Linked DNA regions of Hordeum vulgare: region 2 is linked to region 1. A link is a contact called in public Hi-C data. All regions are on one chromosome and are shown on one strand. Each heading gives the region's core, a stretch centred on a gene start, on an enhancer-like site or on the middle of the called end of the contact. The rest is flanking DNA. Distances are from core to core; before and after follow the strand shown.

What was found. A called contact is a pair of places that touch in the nucleus more often than the background predicts.
Region 2: a Hi-C map of seedling shows a contact between it and region 1, with 2.2 times the contacts expected there. The contact joins the promoter of LOC123398877 here to the promoter of LOC123397523 in region 1. A contact is called at or near these places in 1 of 6 Hi-C or Micro-C datasets (seedling) and 1 of 1 datasets of contacts at active chromatin or transcription factors (embryo).

The regions. Positions count from the first base shown.
Region 1 is chr5H:133,438,131-133,440,830 of MorexV3_pseudomolecules_assembly, forward strand. It overlaps LOC123397523 (oxysterol-binding protein-related protein 2A-like), which reads left to right and starts at 1,313. Exons shown (of 7, transcript XM_045092052.1): 1 at 1,313-1,727; 2 at 1,850-1,915; 3 at 2,059-2,111; 4 at 2,551-2,578. The coding sequence starts at 1,725.
Region 2 is chr5H:134,117,891-134,120,590 of MorexV3_pseudomolecules_assembly, forward strand. It overlaps LOC123398877 (peroxidase 24-like), which reads right to left and starts at 1,346. Exons shown (of 4, transcript XM_045093322.1): 1 at 988-1,346; 2 at 719-910; 3 at 419-584. The coding sequence starts at 1,209.

The sequences.
Region 1 (2,700 bases), core at 63-2,562:
TCCACAAATATCATCATGTTTGGCTTAGTTGTTGTTGTGGTGCTATTATTCTTGTTATTTCCAGAATTATTGTCATTTCACAGATGGTGTAATACTATGCACCTTCACAGAAAGCAAACCTTGTTTGTGTCGGACTTATAGAATATCAGAAACAGAGTTTGAAAACCATCAATCTCGGGAACACTTTGACCATATATTTGATTCTGTTGAATGCCCAATATATGATGAGGTGCCATTTTCATTTGCTAGGCTGGTAACCATGAGAAAGTTGGGGTTGCAATAATCATGCTAATATTTTCGAGTGTGTTACTTTTATATGCATAGATCAATCTACAATGTACACACACCATTAGGTTTGGTCCTATATTTTCATGTGAAGTTGGTTTTGGTACTTTTCTCATTCTTTTTTTTAACACGTGAATTTCTTTATCTGAAGCATTTTAGTGAAAAGGAATTTTGTTCCGAAGCCACAATTGAAGCTTACGATCTGTAAAACATATGTGACTGCCTAAAAGGAAGTACGTGCTTTCTAGAATAAGCTCCATGATATGTATGCTTTGCCTATGTTGACTGCTCCTAAATTACAAAACACATATACGCATGTTGTACAATTGTGCTAGAAGCACTTATTCTTATTCTTTTGTCTAATTAGAGTTTTAAATTGGTGTGGTAGATGATTTCTCAACTTGCATATTAGTTACAAAACATGAGACTCTGAAGATACAAAGTTCTAGCATTTGCTTCAAATATAATATAATTTTTGAAATAGGTCCCAAAAATTTCTAATCAGATACTACTCACACATTTTTTATGTTTTACTAGATGTCGGTGCTCACGAATATTAGGCTACTATATTCATCCTACGATAGACTATCTTCATGAAGCGCTTCTGATATTACTCGATACAATTGGTGCTCCGAGTCCCAAACCTGGTCAACCCTGGCTCATGGCAAGTATGGTTTACTCCGTAGCGAACAACGGGAATGGGTCGCTAGCACATGAAGCATTGTCGATGGCGCCAACAGCATCGAGCAGTCCTGCAATACACTGATGTGTCCTTCCCAATCACTATTAGGAAAAGGGCTATAGATAATATAAACACTAATGACGCACCAGACAAGTGGTGTGTCACTACTATATAGCAGTGGCACACCTTGTGCAGGTGCGTCATTAGTGTGATAGACACTAATAACGCACCACACACACGGTGCGCCACTACTAACAAACTTTTTTTTAAAAGTATTAATGACGCACCGGGACAGAGTGCGCCATTACTAGTTTAATGACGCACCAGGACAGAGTGCACCACTCAGCTAGTGCGCCACCGCAGTTCCCTCCTCTCGCTCCCGCAGAGAAGCTAGGTTTCCCACCGCGCCGCCGATTTCCTCACCCTCTCTCCCGCGGACCCCCTTGCTCAGCAACGGAAGTGAGGCCACCCCTTCTTCTCACCTCCCCCCTAGTCCGGCGAGCTCCATGGCCCCTCCGACGAACCCCCCGGCGACTGCATCCCCACCTCAGCCCCGCGCTGCTTCCCCGCCGGGCACGCACGCCGCCCGCTCGCCCCGCGCACTCCGCCCTACACCCCTGCCCCACCAGCCAGTCGCCTCCGACGCCGGTGCCTTCCCCACCAACTCCGGCAACCGGCGGCCACCCCGCCCTCCCGATCCACCACATCCCTTCTCTTCCCCTTGGCCGATCCACGCGGGCGGCGACCCTCCGTAGCCATGGTGAGTCCATTCCCATCTCCTTCCTCCCTATATCCCACCCTTCCCTGCGCATCGCCGCCGCCGGATTCGGGCAGCCACCGGGTCCTGCGACTCCGTTCAAATGGGTTCTCGTGTATCCGCAGGCCAACATGCTGCGTCTGTACGTCACTTGCATCTGCAACACTCTGGAGGCCGCCATGTGCCTGCAGGTACGCACCATTTCCATCGCCTCCAGGATTGCCATTCTGCTCGGCAAATTTATTGATTTACTCAAGAGCACCTGTAGAGTCTCGTATGATTCCTCAGCAAAAAATATTCTAATGTCGCGCGTGCTTGTTCCTTCTGCCTCCAGAATTTCCCTTGCCAAGAGGTCGAGAGGCACAACAAACCGGAGGTGGAGCTCAAGTAAGCCAATGCTTTCGCCTGCATACTGTTTTATTTAATGCCTGTATTGTATGCTTTAGTTAGTTGTTTCTGTAATTGATTCGGTTCAGACCAGTAGAAGCTAGTGCAACGGTGTTTCATCTTGAGAAACTGGATTCCACACATTATAGTGGCTTCTATTCTTCTTATGTGCATTTGTGTGCTCTTACATACATGTTGATACTTGATGAGGCCTAGTAGAAACAGGCTGGAATGTATCCACTTTTATTCATAGGATGTCGATTGCGAAGACAACAATAGGGGCACTGTCTCTGGCTTCCTTTGATAGTTTATATGCCATTCTATGCCTGCAATTGCATTCACATGTTCCCTTTTGCACTTACACGTTTCCTCCATGAGGCTCGCGGATGTGAGTAAATCATGTTTTGCTCACATCGCCTTCTTTCAATTTCTTTTACAGGACTAGCCCTGAACTTCTGCTGAATCTGGTAAGAGAGACACTCCATACTGATTCTCTGATGTTGCTAAGAAAATCTTGTGAGAGTAATTCCCTGTTGTGTATGGAATTTATTTTTATCTATGCATTCTCCTTTTCTCATACACTCTTGAA
Region 2 (2,700 bases), core at 96-2,595, 680 kb after region 1:
ACGAGCAGCCAAAGAAGATGGAATGAAAAGCAGTTGCCATTCCACTTTGCTGACAGTTGCTGTCAGTTTTCATGATAGTTGCCATGCAGATTGAACAACAACTATGCACATGTAGTTGCCATGCAGTAGTTGAGGGAAATTGCGTGGCGTGTGGGCGCAAACGTCGACCCACCACACAGGCTTGGCACTGCAAAAGCAATCCGAAAGACAATGGACGTGCGGGCGAAGAGGATGCACGTCCACACACCGACCCGATCATACGTGGTATATAAAATTTGCAAAGATTAGTGCAACCCTAAACGGACGGAGATCCATGTGTGTGGACGGTTTACAAACGCCCATACGTGTGGGCGTTATCTTTTTCTTTTATTTTGTGTGTGTGAGTAAACTTAATGATGTTGACTTGATATGTATGTACCCGAGAGGATGACGAGGTCCTTGACGTCGAGGCCCTTGCTGGCGAATTTGGCCTCAAGCACAGTGAAGTTATCCGACGGCGAGGGTATGTCGGACAGCACCTCCGACGCGCTGGATACCACGCCGTCGCGCCGCCCGAGCTGCACGTCCCACAGGTCACGACCGAACTGCATATGCATGCAGCGCACGCGCGTCAACTCTAAGCGTATTCCATTTATAATTAGGAGTAGCTAATTAGCCGTACATGCATGCATATTAAGTAGTAATTGAGTGATGCAAGCACGATCGACGACTGACCGACCTGGAAGGAGATGGCGTCCCTTGCAGCGAGCGCGACGATGTCGGCGCAGGAGACGACGCCGGGGCAGACGGCCTCCAGCACGGCCTTGGCGGTGTCGATGACGTCGAAGCCGCCCAGCGACCCGTTCGGCGCAGCGTCCTTCTCCGCGGTGTTGCCCGCCGTCGAGTCGATCAGCAGCGACGCGTCGCACCCCTACGTACACGAATCAGCACGACGTCCGTCAGCCATGCGCGCGCAGAGCGTGAGCGCCTTTTTCTGTACATACGTACCCTGACGAAACAGTCGTGGAAGAAGAGGCGGAGCAGCCTCGCCGGCAGCGCGGCGGGGTCGGCGGCGACGCGGGCCAGCACGATGTCGCGCACCACCGCCTCCGCCGCCGGGCAGCTGGGCCTGTAGAAGTGCGCCTTCAGCAGCGCCGCCTCGCGTCCGCCGGCCAGCGCGCCGACCAGCACGACCAACACGAGCAGCGGCGACGGCGCTGGTCTGGTCATCGAGATAGCTCTAGCTAAGCCGGCGTACGTAGGATGACGCGAGTGATGGTGGCGAGAGAGCGATGGACACAGCGATCGGCAGGTGAGAATAATGGGAGCTCAGCTGCTCATGGGTGTGTGGCAAGGCTGTGCCTGTGTGCGCTTATTAAAGGTTTATAAAGCCCAGCCACAGCGTCAGCGTGCGCCCGCCGGCATTCATCTCGGCCGGTGCGGTGAGGTCCCAAGTAGAAATCGCAGCTCAGCTAGCCGTCCGATTTGTCATCGACTACCGAACCGGTGACGTTTTGCGTGACGGACCTTGGTTGGGTGCAAACGCGTGCCGCTCCAGCTATGGGTAACAGCGAACCTCTAGCTACCTACCTTACCCGCTCGAGTGCTCCGAGCAACGGAATTAGTTGGCCATCGCCAGTACAGGGACGGTATCCACCGCGCATCACACGTAATACACACAAGGCTACTGCCTAGCTAGTACTCCTAGTACAAAACAAACAATAGCTAGCCTACAAAACTGACGATGCGATGCACCAAATCCGAAGTGCAAGGGGAACTCCAACGCGGATAACTAAATCTTTGACCGTCTGATCATTACTTTAAAAACTTCATAAAAAATCAAATAAGATATTAAAATGTTACAAAAACATAGCCTATATGTATGCCATTCGCATTCACAACAAAAATGTTGGAAAGACCCCATTTAAGTTTTATTTGAATAAAGAATGGTGACTTTCCAACATTTTTTATCAAGAATGCAAATGGCATGCATATATAGGTGATGTTTTTGTGAACACTTTGATATCTTATTTGATTTTTTCTGAGTTAGTATGAACATTTTATGAAGTTTTTAAAGTGACGGTCAAATAGTCAAAGGGCAAAAGCATAAGCGAAGAAAGTGGTTTGGGCGGGAACGAGTGTTTTCAGAAATTAGGGGTAAAACTGCCGAGTGTGATCTAATTAGGGACATAAATTCAATTATCCCTTTTATCTAACATCGCGGCCGACATGTTAGCTATCCGTGTTGAGAGAGCTAAGGTGGTCGGTCAGATTAATGGTGTTATTCCCTATTTGGTAGAAGAAAGTTTGTCTATTCTACAATATGCGAATGACATTATTCTTTTTATGAATAAATAATGATCTAGACAAAGCAAGAAACCTCAAGTAGCTTTTATATGCATTTGAGGAGCTATCTGGTCTTAAAACTAATTTTCATAAGAGAGAGCTTTTTTTGCTTCGGAGACGCTGCACAGTCGACAACTGAGTATGCTAGCATTCTTGGCTGCCATCTCGGACAGATCCCGATTCGGTATCTCAATATTCCGATTCACTATGAGCGCTTAACTATCGTCGAGTGGAAGTATGTGGAAGAGAGACTTGAGAAACGGCTAGCCAGTTGGAAGGCCAGACTCTTGTCATATGGGGGACGATTTATTTTGATCAATTTCGTCCTTAGCAATATGGTTCTATACATGTTGTCTTTCTTTCGCTAACCGAAAG